3 separate regions of the Mus musculus genome follow, and regions 2 and 3 are each linked to region 1. The links are chromatin contacts, called in public HiChIP or PLAC-seq maps. All regions are on one chromosome and are shown on one strand. The core of a region is the stretch at or near the end of the contact, and the rest is flanking DNA. Distances in the headings are between cores, read along the strand shown.

Region 1 (2,700 bases), core at 106-2,605:
ACAGGGAGACAGACATGGGCTCAAGACCTTAGTGATTCTTCACATCATTTGTCAACAGAGCTATGGTACTACGGTAGAACAGAAACAGGTCTCTGTTCTCAGTCGTGACAGAAGAAAACGGGAATATATGGTATTTTCTTTAAAATCAACACCTCCATTGTGGTACAAAATAATTTTAGTACCAGGGCTTGGCCCTTGGTCCTCATTCCTTCTTCATCTCTCCTCTTAGACTTTCTGGCATCTCAACCCCATATCCAGCCCTGGTCCTGGTGAATCAAGTGCATCCTGTCGGTTGACCTGCCAAATTCCTACTTCCAGGTTCAGGCCAGCAGCAGCACCTCCCAGAAGCCTCTGGTCTTTCCCTGTGTGCTTGTCACCCCTCCCCCACCCTACCAGCCCACAGCACCACACATTCTGGAGAGACCAACGTCTAGCTCTCACCACCACGCCTCAGTCCACCATCCTGGGGAATAGAGCCCAGCGTCATGCTGACTGGCTCCTATGACACTCAGCAGTGGCCCACTTACTGGCTTGGGGAGGGACTCCGGAGATAGCGGGCCTGTACAGCTCTCACATCTGCTTCATCCTCCTCGTTTGGAACTACCTGCTCCTCCTCTGCGTCTCCACCGGTAGCCATGTCAGCCTGTCAGCCTCTGTCTGCCTGACAGGAAGAGGTTGTTTAGGGAATTAGATTCCATAGGCTTTGTAGGGGGAGGGGGACGTGTCACCAATGTCACCTTGGTGGACTGAGAATGGGGAGGGGAGGGCGTGCTAATACCCGAGTGGGTAAAGGAGCCATAGGGAAACCAAGAAGATGAAGGCCGACTGTCCTTAGAAGGATACCATGAGGTGACACAATATGTAAGAAGTGACATCTTGACTCCTTTCGTGGATATTAACAGGGAAGCAGAGAGGAAAAGCAAAGGTTTATTTTAACTGTAGTGTGGGAGGTTTGTGAAAGGCGGTGGATTCCCCAGACTAAAAAGGACATTTGAAGTCCCCCTTCCAACTACATTAATGTACACACCTTTTATCTTACTGGAAGGGAAAACAGGCTCCCTTCAGTGATATTTATTGACTCTGTGTCATTCAGGGCCTTGGGCTGAAGGTCCACCCCATAGCCTACCTATTAAGGCACAAAAAGTCCCTGATAGCTAGTCCCAGCTATGGCTGTGGCCTGACACTCAGGGCAGACTGGCACCCCTGAAGTCTAAGTCCCAGCTCACCACAGAAGGGAACGAACACTCACCTTGTGCTGGTGTGTCCTCACCAAGGACCAAGAACCCCAGGAAAGTGACCAGAAGTTTGGTCTAGAGAGGGACGGGAGCTTTCTCTTCTCTGGTGTGCTTCTGCTCTGAGGGACAGCTGTTAACAAGAAACCTTAGCCAGTCTCTAAATTTAGCCTCTGGCCCCATAGGATGGCAGCTCTCTGGGAGGAAGGAATGCAGGCTTCACTTAACCCTTTCCCTTCCGGCTGATTCTCAGACATTGATGTTTAGCAGTGGGTTTAGAACAGGCTCATGCTGTGACACAAGGACCTAGAGAAAACCATCTCCCGCAGGAGGCTGGCTCCTCAAAGCACTTTCTGAAAATAATCCAAATCAGCACATTTGGAACGAACTTAACTTTACCTCATAGCATCTTGGAGGAAGCCTAGGAAAGGAAAATACCAATTATACAGAACAGGTTGGCCCTCAGCCAGGCATGGGGAGAACACCATGTTTTGATTAAAGAGAAGTCATGGCTTGAGACCAGCCTGACAACAAGTTGTACCTTCCCTTCATATCTCTGCCTCACCATTCATGGCCCTGGTAGTGGCCAGTTGCAACTAGGGAGTAACGTAAGAATTCGGAAGACTTGATAAACTCCAAAAGACTCATGACCCACTCTATGGTGGAACTCATGACATTCTGCCACCATCCTTGCAGTCCCCAACTGCCCACAGTTAACCCTCTCATGCTCGACGTCCTGAGAGTCCGTGCATCCTTCCTTCTACCTGCCTCCATGCTTCTGGTGGCTTCCAGTTCACCCTCTCCACAGTGACCCCTCCCCTATCCATCCATCTTTCCATCTGCCTCCACGTTTGTAAATATTTCTTAGTTACCTCCTATGCACTGGGCACTGTACCTGACTAAGTTAGTTAGACTCATAGCCCTTGTCTTCCTAGCTAGATGGAAACGTGCCCAGAGTAGTAGCCTCAGAGATTGGCTGAATGAATGAATGAGCTCACAGTTTATTAGGAGGCATTAGACAGAGACTAAATATAGCTGAAGTGTAAGAGTGGAGTTCCTGCCCTAGAAGAGACTCAGAGCGCTGCACTGAATCTCAAGAAGGAGCAAGTTCTGAGCTGCGAAGCCAGGGAAGGCTTCGTGGGAGACATGATGTAGGAGCAGGCCTTTAAAGGATAAGCTGGATAAAATATAATGGGTATAATAGTGGGGAGGGGCTGCCGAGAGAGCACAGTGCACAGTCCTGCAGCAGGAAAGAACGAGCCGCAGCCGGCTAGATGTCTAAGTAGAGACAGAACAGAGGTTACACACCCTGGAAGATAACTCTTAAAAGGGAAGGGACGTTGAAGAGTGAATCCTAGCACACCTTACAGGACAATTTAAGGAGCAGATGGACGTCCGTTCATTTCTTAAGGGCTGCAGAGTCAGCAAGAGAGCCAGAGTAGAGACCCAGCATCAGGGGGTCTGTCCT
Region 2 (2,700 bases), core at 24-2,523, 230 kb before region 1:
GCCCATCTTTTAAAATTTTAAAAATTTCATGTTATATATTTGCCATGCTGGAGATTGAATCCAGGGATAATGGCTCTACATTTGAATTATATCCTAGCTTTAGAACACTTTGTTTCTTTTAAGATTTATTTATTACGTGTATGTGTATTTTGCCTGCATGTATGTACACTGACCCCAGAGGTCAGAAGACATAGTGTTCAATCTCCTGGACCTAGAATTACAGATGGTTCTGAGCCACTATGTGGGGTTTTAGGAATCAAACCTCAGTCTATGTAGACCAGGATGACCTCAAGTTACAGAGATCTGCCTGCCTCTGCCTCCTGAGTACTGCAATTAAAGGCACGTGCCACCATAACCAACTTTATGAAATAACTTTATGAACTAGTATACCCATAGGAAGAAGCCAGCTAGAAAAGCATGGTAGAATATTTATGACCACATTAAGACTTTAGCAACAACTTCTACAAAAGTGTTTTAATACATACTACACTTATCTAAAATTTTATGAACAGAATAAGTGATCCTTACTGTAAAGGTCTATTTTTTTTTTAAAGACAGGGTCTTAGTGTGTCGCTCTGGCTGCCCTGGGACTCTGCATGTAGACCAGGTTGGCCTCAAAATTACAAAGATCCACCTACCTTTGCTTCCCAGGCACTGGGATTAGCTGTCTCATGCCTGGCTAAAGTCTATTAATCTGAAAGTTATCAAAGTGATACAACTTTATGGACTACTAGGAATGCCTGAGTTTTCAGTGCTTCATTCATACTAACTCGGACCTCACACTATGCTTCTGAGACAGGAATGGAAGGCAGTTTTATAGGCGCAGGAACATCTTGAAATCAAGAGACGTGATGTGCCTTTAATAAGAGGCAAAGACAAGAAAGACTCCTGATTCAATGTTTCCTTAAGTAGAAAGTTCATTTGTTTTAAAGCCAAATATCTGTTGAATTAATTTGAACTCCAGAATAGGATATTCGAGGTCTCTAGTGTTGTGCCCCCAAACTACCATTCTAGGCATAAAGACACTAAAATTTAGCCAGCCAAACCACCAGTGTTTCGTCTGAACAGGCATGGTTTCCTCTGGAGGCCTATGCTTATGAGATGGCTCTGTGTGAGGTACTCTTCTATCTTTTCCAGTCTGCAAGATTAGCTCCCTCCCAAAAGCTCACATGATTCAAACCATTGTCTCTCTCGAGTTCTGCAGCGCTGAAGTGCAGTAGCACCTGGTATCCTCCTTTCTCCCTGTTAAATGCCCACAGGGCGGAGGAAGACAAGGATATGCTTTAATCTCTGCAGTCCCCAACAGTGCCGTACACATGAAAAGTCACACCCACCTCCATGAAACTCTTCTCTAAGGCCACACGGATGTTGGTCTCTATGCTGGTGCGTTTTTTCCTCCTACGATTCAAGCCCTCAGCCCCCAATCCTGGAGAATTCAAAGCACTTGGGCTAGATGCTGTAGAATCAGATGAGAGGTTCTCTACAGAAATGAAGAAAACACAAACAGCTGAGCTTAAGGATTCATATCAGAATACATAAGAACAAGAAAACTGGTAAAATGTTTAGTAATGTGAGATTCCATGGAAGCATTGCTCAGGACTGTTGACTTCCCACTGTCCTTACTGGCAACCTTTATCCCAGGGCGGTTAACTTTGTCACCACTCATTTTTGGTTTGTTTCTGAGAATACAAAGGTTCTATTCCTCCACTTACACTTCCCTCAGTTCGGTACATTTGCTTGTTTATAAGCTGAGGATAAAAAGGAACAATGTTTCTTAAAATTCATTGGATTATTTAATGTTTAATTTAAAGATGGCTTTTCAGTTTCTTAGCACAAGAGTTGAGAGAGGGTACTTTGGAATTCTTTAAGCTTAGGAAACACTGAATAAGCCTGGGCATGTTTCAATGGCTTTCTTTCTACTGTATGAAAACAAGATGGAACAGACCAGTGGTTCTTGCCTGTGACTGCAAAAAAGATAACAGATGGCTAAACTTCCCCCAGTTACTGAATCAATATGCCAAGGGTGAGGGTGTGTCTAAGATCTTCCTTTCTGAAGGCCTAATTTTTGTTTCTATCTACAAAGGAAAGTACATGGTTAGGCATCTTTGTGGTTCCTTTTAGCTCCTGAAGTCTGATTTTGTGGCTCAAAATTCAAAGTTTTTAAAAGGATGTCTCAAAGTTAAATAAATAATTCAAGACCAGAAATCTAATTTTGTATGAAATAGCTGGTCATTTTTAACAAAAGCAGAAATATTACCAGGAACAAATTCTATGGCAATCTACTCAAGGAAGGAATAATCTGTCTGTCCTTTAAGATTTTCTACACACACACAGGCCTTCTAACCCTTATCCTCAAAAAAAAAATCTATGTCCATCCTTAGACCTAGCTCAAATGATTTCCATAGATTTAGTGGATCCAACACTTTGTAGTATCAGCAATACAGTAAGCACCCAGTTTGCAGACTAATCCCTCCTAGGAAACCCCATGGACAATGAAGAGATTTCTTTCTATGTTCACTCACCTGCATCATTTAGCCACTTCTCTAAAAGGGGCTTTAACTTGCACATGTTCTTAAAGCTGAGGTTCAAGGCTTCAAAGCGAGAGATGGTGGTTTGGCTGAAGTCATTTCCATATAATTTCCCCATAGCGAGCCCAACATCACCCTGAATAATATAGAACAGGAAAGGGGAATGAGGAAA
Region 3 (2,700 bases), core at 82-2,581, 250 kb before region 1:
TTACGCAATACTAGACCCTGTATGTTGCAATACTAACCAATCAGGCAAGATGTGGCATTGGTGGAACAGTGGGATGACTGCTCTAGTGGTAAACAACTGGTTTCTGGTTTGATCTGAGGCCTATTCATAGCAGGAAGTTCCTGCCTGGTACTGTAAATGTAGTCAAAAGCCCATTGGATGGGGAGCTCATGGGCCAAGAGTAGGGCAGGGGCAGATACTGACTATTGTTTTGTTAAATGGTTATGGCGAACTGCTCTCTAAGAACTTATGTTAATACCCAGATGTATGATGCTCTCAACTCTTACTGCAGTGGATAATAATTAATGCAGTCAACTGGTCAAACTGATAAGAATAAACAACTGTTGGGTATGCAGCCCTAAATAGGACATCACTATCAACCGTATCTCCCTAACATCAAGACTTAGGGAACATTAATGAAAATGTTCCTCAGTAGAAAAGATGTAAGAGTTGGAGGCTGGGAGTTTTGTGAACTGATGTCTTGTAGACCCGGACATGAAATTTGCACTCATTGAATGCAGAGTAGGTTCTCTGAACAAGATCAAGCCAGACACATTCTGGTATAGACAGGGCAAGGGCTCTTATTCCGCCCCTAGCTGAAGAGCTATTGGCAGTTGAGAGCTCACTGGTGGGTCACTCGTGTCCCAGTGGGCAGGTCTACAGTCACATATACACAGGCAGCACTAACTAACTAGACTGGCTACTTGAAGAAAAAAAACAAAACAACAACAAAAAACATGAAAAATGAAGTCGTACGTGTGGGTGGGGGTGAGTTCAGGGCAGTTTGGGAGGAGTTGGGGATGGATATGACCAAAATACATTGCATACATGTATGAAATTATCAGAGAAAAACTGAAAAACACATAAAATCAGATATCACTTTATTCCAAGTTTTACCTGTTTTGGGGGAATTAAAAAGTAGATAAATATACTTGACTGAAGAAAGCTTAATAATGATGAATTCTGAGCATTTTCCTGGTTCTCTCACTGAGTTACTCAGTGACTCAGTTCTGTGTCATCATGTGGAAATGACAATGTGGCTACTTAGAAACTTAAGTGCAAACCCATCTCAGATATACTTTCCACCTAAGACAGCGATAACAAATTTTCCCCGGGAGCTGCAGGAATGAGATCCTAGTTCTGTTCTGGATGCAAACGGAATGGGAAAGCTCCTTACCCAGCAGCAAACTGTGAGGGTGCCATGAGGCCTGGGCTGAGTCCCGCAGCAGCAGCCATAGCAGCAAGACTGGCGTTTGCTGGCAACTGTGCCGCTCCTTGGAGAGCGGCGGCTGCTGTCTGTAAGCCGGGCGTGGTCACCATCACCTGGCTGGCTCCGAGAGGGGAGGGAAGAGGCGTGGAGGTGGTCTGTGTCGTGTTGGTCTCACTGGCACTGGAGGCCTCTGAGGTGGAGGCCGAGGCAGAGGGAGAGGGACTCAAGGAAGGGGATGTGACTGCTGAGGAAGCAGGGGGTGCTGTGGAAATCACCGTGGCCGTGTTGTTGTTGGACGTCGAGTCTGTAGTGCCTGAGAAGAGAACTGAGTTAGAAGATGGCCTCCTGTAAATGGGTTTGGAAAACTAGTCACTTCCATTAGTATCTAGAATCAAGAGAATGGTTAACCTACTACTCATTAATCCTTAATTTGTTTTGTTTTTTTTTTTTTTTTAGTAAACTAGCTTAGCATTTTAACAAATTAATGATAAACAATTTAGAGCCAAAGCTATGAGTCCTACTTTAAGAGAAAGAGTAACCACATAACTCTGAAAGAAATAACAGTGTGCCATCCCTGTCTCCACCACCAGCCTCAATTTTCTATTAAAAAAAGAGCAAATGAGGGGCTAGAGAGATGGTTCAGTGGTTCGGAGCATGGGCTGCTCTTGCAGAGGGATGCTCACAACCATTTTAACTCCAGCTCCAGAGGATCTGCTGCCTTTTTCTGGCCTCGACAGACATCAGACACACAGATGGTGCACAGATGTACATGTAGGAAAAACACTCATATACGTTAAAAACAAAAACAAGAAAACCTTCAAACAAATCTTTTTTAAAAAGCTATCAAGCCAGGCATGGTGGTTCACACCTTTAATTCTAGCACCTGAGAGGCAGAGACAGATCTCTGTGAGTTTGAGGCCAGCCTGGTCTATATAGAGTTGGAAGCCAGTCAGATCTACAAAGTAAGACCTCACCTAAAACAAAAACAATGAACAAAAATGACAAAACCAAAATCATTTTAGTATTTCCTATCATTCTGTAGATTTTCAGTACACTCATTATAACAGCACACCTAAATTTGAAATAGCCATGTTTCAAATATTCAAAAGCCACATGTTAAACTTTAGTGAATGCCATAGTGCATAGTACAGATTTAAAATGTGTGGAAGTTGGTATGCTAGAGTCTAGAGGCAAAAGTATCTTAAAAGAATGTGTCCATTCATGACCCAGTAAGGTATCTACTATAGTAAACATATAGAGCAGGCCCTCTAATTCTAGTTGTCAGTAAATGCTTATCATGTTTTTCCTTCCCTCTTCCTCCTCTACCTTTTTTAGTTAAACTGATACAAGTTACCAGTCATTTGGAAGACGGAGCCTCAACTGAGAAAATGCCCTTACCTGACGGACCTGTGGGTTAATAAGTCTGTGGGACATTTTCTTAATTAGTGCTTGATGTAGGAAGGCCCCACTCA

Evidence for each region. HiChIP or PLAC-seq counts read pairs in DNA pulled down with a chosen protein or histone mark.
Region 2: a contact with region 1 is called in an H3K27ac HiChIP or PLAC-seq map of embryonic stem cells, with 4 times the contacts expected there. The contact joins the enhancer-like site here to the promoter of Dusp27 in region 1. A contact is called at or near these places in 1 of 39 promoter capture datasets (maxillary cranial neural crest), 1 of 484 Hi-C or Micro-C datasets (nephron progenitors), 5 of 115 datasets of contacts at active chromatin or transcription factors (embryonic stem cells and pancreatic cancer cells) and 1 of 9 other capture datasets (liver).
Region 3: a contact with region 1 is called in an H3K27ac HiChIP or PLAC-seq map of embryonic stem cells, with 9 read pairs. The contact joins the enhancer-like site here to the promoter of Dusp27 in region 1. A contact is called at or near these places in 10 of 39 promoter capture datasets (the 3T3-L1 cell line, the HPC-7 cell line, the SN4741 cell line and 6 more), 2 of 115 datasets of contacts at active chromatin or transcription factors (embryonic stem cells and pancreatic cancer cells) and 3 of 9 other capture datasets (adipose tissue, liver and pancreatic islet).

The regions. Positions count from the first base shown.
Region 1 is chr1:166,126,543-166,129,242 of GRCm38.p6, forward strand. Dusp27 (dual specificity phosphatase 27 (putative)) reads right to left here and starts at 1,356. Exons shown (of 6, transcript NM_001160049.1): 1 at 1,250-1,356; 2 at 528-657. The coding sequence starts at 637.
Region 2 is chr1:165,895,103-165,897,802 of GRCm38.p6, forward strand. Pou2f1 (POU domain, class 2, transcription factor 1) reads right to left here. Exons shown (of 16, transcript NM_198932.3): 10 at 2,523-2,664; 11 at 1,335-1,480. Among named protein-coding and RNA genes, the nearest start is that of Gm32999, 47 kb to the left of the region's middle. Within about 2 kb of position 1,274, at least 8 of the 459 cell types and tissues checked have an H3K27ac peak or open chromatin away from gene starts, as enhancers often do. A contact at or near this core is called in embryonic stem cells, where this site is marked.
Region 3 is chr1:165,878,935-165,881,634 of GRCm38.p6, forward strand. It overlaps Pou2f1 (POU domain, class 2, transcription factor 1), which reads right to left. Exons shown (of 16, transcript NM_198932.3): 14 at 1,196-1,541. Among named protein-coding and RNA genes, the nearest start is that of Gm32999, 31 kb to the left of the region's middle. Within about 2 kb of position 1,332, at least 13 of the 459 cell types and tissues checked have an H3K27ac peak or open chromatin away from gene starts, as enhancers often do. A contact at or near this core is called in embryonic stem cells, where this site is marked.